Regions from separate parts of the Mus musculus genome. Here region 1 is linked to region 2. A link is a contact called in public capture Hi-C data. All regions are on one chromosome and are shown on one strand. The core of a region is the stretch at or near the end of the contact, and the rest is flanking DNA. Distances in the headings are between cores, read along the strand shown.

Region 1 (3,122 bases), core at 235-2,734, 380 kb before region 2:
CTTCAAGGTCACTGCTCTCCTGACTTCTGATTGTTTCACTCTGAAGTTGTCATATGATTTCTCCTGTTTATTAGTAGGCACTTTCTCATTTCCTCTCTTATGTGTTAATATTTTTATGACGTGTTCCTTTTATACTTCTTTCTGTTATACTCTAAAGCATCCTGAAACTACTAAGTATGTTTTGGAGCAACGTATTTTTTAAATCAAATTAATAGATCAATTTATTATTTAATAACCAAGTAGACAAGTCTAATTGTTCCTAAGGAAGTTGACTTTTTTGGATGACGGTGATCTGGACTCCTATGTGTAGATCATGTTGAGCTCCAGGTACATGCTATCTGCATAGAAGTAGAATCCAGAGTGCAAAGTGATTATCTTCATTAATCCCTATTTCAGTGCTTCCGTCTCGCCAGTCACTCCAGGAAGAAACTATTTTTACTTTTCCCAGCTCCTTTGCCAACAGCAGTCCTATTTCTTAGAATATTTTTTCAACATTTTCTTCTAAGAAGCTCCCCCTCTTTTGCTCTGAATCACCCCTTATCACGCATGGGTAGACTCCCATCATGATCCTTTTTACATAAATTTAAGAACCTCTTGACTTGCACCTTGCTTTCCGATATCTTCCCTCAAACCTTATCCCCTGTTCAAACATGGCATCAGTATCTAAACTATAAATGGTTTCTCTGAGACTTTTCTTTTGCTGTTTTCACTCTTTTCACTGTTTAATAGCTAAAATCGAAGTTTCTTAACACACCCGTCACATCATACCCATTTAGGACATACCCATAAACCTCTTGACCTTGATCACAATGTTTAACTTCCTATATCTGGCTTCTCTTTTACAGTGTGGACTGTATCTCTCACTCAGAAACCATGTTATTATCTACACACTTTCATTTCCTCCATTCCCCACCTTCCTCCTCCACTGAATGTGAAAGTCCTGCTTAGTTTTCCTAAATGAGATCAGAAGCTCTTGTTGAAGTCACCCGCACAATCCCTCGTGATTTCCTTGGTGGGCCGATTTGGCTTTGCACACTTCCAGCACAGCTTTCTATCTATGTGTTTACATGACTATCACGCCTTACCAAATAGGAATCTTTACACATGGGCACTGTGCTCTTTCTATTTAGATGTTCAGGGTCTGGACTAATGATTGAAATATAGTAATTTTTCATCTGAGCACTAGTGAGAGAGGAAGTTTTTCATAGCCTTCCTTCTTTAAAGCCTCCAGACTTCAATTTAGCACTTTGGGAGCTTGGTCTGTGATCTATCTGATTTACAGGCAGGGAGGCAATGAGGACAATGTAGAAGGAGACAGGTCCTTGTGTATTCCCATTTGCCCTGGTATAGCCAAAGTCCTGTGGTTCAGCTGCACAAATATTTCTGAGATATATTTTAATTCAGACTGCCCGTTGCTTGTCTCCATGTCTGAATTGTCTCTCCCCGACTTCCTTGTCATAAATTATGTCTTTCCCAATCTAACCACGGTAATCTTTGCCAGATGTTAACATTCCTGACTGTGTTCTGAAATTCTTAGACAAAAGTCTAAGCTCCTTATGACTGTTTTTAATAATGCTGGTATATTCTGGCTTTGACTGTTTCTCCAGCTTCATGTGTCGCCATTCTGCCCTAGATCACCTGGGCTCCACTAGATGAAATAGGTGGTATTTCATCAGATCTGCCTTGTTTTAGTTCCTTCTGGGTTGTGAAGATTTTCTTTGGACACTTTCTCTTTGTCTCTTCATTTTTTTTTAAACTTTTAACTGCTCACTCAAGTCATAGACTGGCTATTACCCACCCCAGAAGGCTTTCCTTTGTAAACAAACCCAGATTAGAAATATCTTCTCTCTTCGTTCTACCAATTTCTCTTATTTGCTCCTGTTGATCTACCATATACAAATATCATACCATTCACGGTAGCCTTTCCTGTTGTTCGTGTAACTTAATCAACTAAGACTTTGGAAAGCAGAAATTCTGCCAGTGTTTCTTGCTATGTAGATAGTAGATTGAGCAGAAACTTTCACACAGTCGTGCCAAATATTATTCAATGAGAAAATGAATGAACCCATGAAAAACAATTTTGTGTCATCTACCGGGATTCTTTTTGACATGATCTCTAGAGTACTGGAGAAAAGAAACTGAAACACACAAGTTTAAGGAGACCTAGAGAGGGAGGAATCACTGCTAATTATACACAAAGCTGCGCCTCCCCCACAACCCAGCACTGCTTTTCAAGTGAGAGAAGAGACCATGGGTTTTTATGATCTCTAATTTCCTTCCAAGTTTAACAGTCAGCCTGAAATCCAGAGTTCTCATAAGATGAAGGATCTGTGTGAATGACTATCAAGGGAAACATGATGATCAAGACAGATGGGGTGGGGGAGATGGAGTTCTGTTCGATAATGTCACTGCTCCTCTGTAAGAAGGGAAGTCCCCTTTCTGTGCCAATGTGACTTGAAGTCACTAACCATGATCAGGTATGCCAGAAATAGTTTTCTAAAACTATCATGAAGTTGAGATCTGACCCCACAGCAGGAGTATGGGTTCAGGAAGGCAAGCTTGTAAATATTTTTGTCAAATCCTTGTGTCTTCTTGTGAGTCAAAAGGGTAACATTAATGATTCAGCAAGATTGCTCAATTTGGAGGCCTTAATGTAAGCTTCGAACACTTGAGAGGATGGAGCATAGGGAGGAAGTGTTGCCACCTCGGATGAGTCTTGAGTTATTTATAAATATTGTGTCAATTAATTTTAAATTGGCCATATTTAATTTGGGGCTGAAAATAGACCGGACTTCCTCCTTAGATTGCTCATATGATTCCAAAGAGTTCAGAAGGATTTTTAAAATATTTTTTCCTTTGTAACTCCTGTCTATTAGTTGTATCAAACAGTGAGACTCATCATGACATTGACACATGTATGATATTTATCTTATTATATTCATACTTCCACTACTATCTTTTCTTCCTCAAATAATATTTTCCTTTTCTCCATGAAATAACATTTTATTAATTTTTTTTGTTTTTTGTTTTTTTGAGACAGGGTCTCTCTGTGTAGCCCTGGCTGTCCTGGAACTCACTTTGTAGACCAGGCTGGCCTCGAACTCAGAAATCTGCCTGCCTCT
Region 2 (2,883 bases), core at 134-2,633:
GCCCGGGAATCTGGACGATTAGGCACGCGTTTAGGCTTACAAGTCCTCGAGTACAGAGATAGGACAAAGGTTCTGATCTACAGGTGACTCGCATCGTTTCCCAAGCTTGAAAGTGCTTGTTCTGCAGCCATCCGTAGAGTTGCGATCTACCGTTATCAACTGAGAAAATCATCTCTAAGTGCTGTTGTTCAGAGCTCTTCCCCTCTGGGCCCGGCTCTCCTGACAGCACCTGCTGGCTGACTGAGGAGGAAAGGTCACGAGAAAGTAAACAGGTCCACAGTCATTTCCTGCGCCATCCTGATCTTGTCCTTCGAGATGGATGGCAGGCTGCAGCTGAGCCTGTTATTAATAGCACACAGACGTAGCTGGGTGGTACCCACGAGCCCTAGCATAGGATGTGGTTTGATTATCTGCTGTTGGCCCTGCCCAGGAGCTGACTCCCACATTGGGCCTAGGCTTACTCTCATACCCTTCCTGTCACAGACTCTCATCTCTGGCTGTCTTTCTGTCCTTGAGGTCAGGCAAGAATCTCTTAAAGTTGACTTTCTGCTATTTTTATTGCAGAAAACACCGTATCAAGCTGATTTCATACTGCATTTGGTTTTATATACTTTTTCAAATCACATTCAACCTTATTTGAGGGGGCTCTAAGTTGGGGTGCATCCTTCACTGTTGGATTCTCACCAACATGGAATCCTTAGACTGGTATCAGGTATATGATTATTTCAATCTATAGCTGACCAAAGGGCCAAGTTTGTCAAAACACTATTTCCAGCTAAGTTCACCACCAGAGACATTGAAAGAAACCCATATGTAGCCTTCTCTGATCACCCAAATGTTTCTTGTCAATTCACAAGCTGTGACAAAGCCCAGAAGAAAAGACATAGACAAAATGTCTATCTGAACAATCCATCTGATATCATATTCTAGAAAATGCCAAAGGATTGTTTAAAAGGGGTAGTATTTGATGGTGATATCATGATTTTTCTTTTGTTTCTTCCATCAATTACAGACTCTAAGAAAATCTCCAAAGTGTCTCCAATGGAAATGCTAAATCACAAAAGAAACTTAGTAGCTGACTTGGTTAAAAATGTCTAAATATCACTTAACAAGAGGGACTGTGGGACTGTGGTGTGTGTGTGTGTGTGTGTGTGTGTGTGTGTGTGTGTGTGTGTGTGTGTGTGTGTGTGATGTCTTGCACACATTTAGACAGGTGCATATTTAGAAGCTCCAATGAAGGACAAAGGTTGTCCCTGTGTCTCAGACTTTCCAACTTTGCTGCCCTTGTATATAAGGGAAGGGCTAGTACAGAACCACTCTCTGCCTCGGGAGGGTAGGAAGATGAGGGAGTCCCCACCCTGTGACCTTATCGGCTGCCTTCAACCGGTGAGAACGGTTATTCCCAGTCCTATTGTTCAGCACTTCCTGATCCTGCTTGTTCCCTCTGACTCACCACACATGAAATCATAGCTAAGAAAGCTTCAAAGGGACTGTGGAAATCCTTAGACACACACTGTTCAAATGATGAATAGTGTCAACCATAGAGGGACTGTAAACAAACCCACGTTTATCATGCAGTTGTGCTATGTGAAGACTTCATCTCCAAATAGAGGCCTGGGGAAGCTTAATCTACTTCTCTTGGGTCAAGACCCCACACATCTCTTCAGTAAAGCTCTAGCAGAATTGAGTTTCTTCTTCTTCTTTGTACGTGGTGTGATTTTGAGCTTTTTTTTTTCTCTATATTTCACTGTCACTTGCCCAGTGTGTCTTTTTCTGCCACGTGACCTGACATAGGTCATTACAGGAAACCTTGCTGAAACACTAAGTTGTAGACAGGAACCTTTCTTGACGTCATGATATATATTTAGCCATGCTTTCTGTCTTTTAAAGGGGTATTCAAATCCACTGTAGCCCCCTCTAGAATACCATGCTGGCATGCTCCTCCAACTCAAAGCATTGGGTAATTTCTTTCCAGGGTAGCAAGGACAAGTTTGAAAGAATCTGGCTTTGCATCCTACCAGCTTACATTCATTTACTGGGTAACATAGCTGACCTTGAATTCACTACGTCATAGGCCAGGCTGTTCTCAAGTTCATGGTCCTCCGGTCTTAGCCTCTCATCTTTAGTAGAAGTATTTCAATGTATTGGGAAATGAAGAAAATAGTTAGGGTTTAAACTGAGCATTGAGGCTGGAGGAACACACTGGTCAAACTAGAGAGTCTCAGAAACAACCAGACTGTACCCAGCTTATAAGATCTGTGGGGGTGGGGGTGGGGGGACAACAAAAAACAAAAACAAATGCCAGCTCACAGCTCTTTCTTTTTATCTTGCTCGTAAGGAGGCAAGAGAGTTTGATTCAATTCCCAGATCACACTGACAAAGAAACTTACTGGACAGGGCCCTCATAGACCCCACCTTTCCCTGAGGGACAATGGTAATTAAAGGTTTCTGGGGAGAAGGTGTCATTTTCTCCAGTGGTGAGTCAGCCCTTGCTCTGGTAAACAACCAGCCATGCTCAGGGTAGAAACTGATTAGACTCAGTGGAGGGCACACAGAACGAAGAGATGAAAGTAGGAGGGCACTAGATGGGGGGGGGGGGATAGGAGAGGGGCGATGAAGAGAGAGGGGGAGGAGGAGAGAAGGTTCCACTACACGATGGACAGGGATTGGAAAAGGGCAAGGAGAAGAAGCAATATGAAGTTAGGGAAATTCATTATATAAATGAATGAAATTGTCAATTTAAATGAAGAACATGCCCCCGGTGGGAGATTAACATCCTTACAAGTCAGGTTTTATTTCTGATGTTTCAGATAAACGAAGAGGAACCCAGGCTCCCTTGTGAAGACCTAGGGTTTGATACCTCCGATGGGCCACGATGGAAAT

The links. Capture Hi-C pulls out chosen DNA fragments and counts their contacts.
Region 1: a capture Hi-C map of bone marrow-derived macrophages shows a contact between it and region 2, with 18 times the contacts expected there. The contact joins two enhancer-like sites. A contact is called at or near these places in 3 of 484 Hi-C or Micro-C datasets (bone marrow-derived macrophages and muscle stem cells), 4 of 115 datasets of contacts at active chromatin or transcription factors (bone marrow-derived dendritic cells, bone marrow-derived macrophages and embryonic basal ganglia) and 1 of 9 other capture datasets (bone marrow-derived macrophages).

The regions. Positions count from the first base shown.
Region 1 is chr13:110,942,628-110,945,749 of GRCm38.p6, reverse strand. No RefSeq gene overlaps it. Among named protein-coding and RNA genes, the nearest start is that of 4930526H09Rik, 40 kb to the right of the region's middle. Within about 2 kb of position 1,484, at least 38 of the 459 cell types and tissues checked have an H3K27ac peak or open chromatin away from gene starts, as enhancers often do. A contact at or near this core is called in bone marrow-derived macrophages, where this site is marked.
Region 2 is chr13:110,561,606-110,564,488 of GRCm38.p6, reverse strand. No RefSeq gene overlaps it. Among named protein-coding and RNA genes, the nearest start is that of Gm32990, 5.7 kb to the left of the region's middle. Within about 2 kb of position 1,383, at least 84 of the 459 cell types and tissues checked have an H3K27ac peak or open chromatin away from gene starts, as enhancers often do. A contact at or near this core is called in bone marrow-derived macrophages, where this site is marked.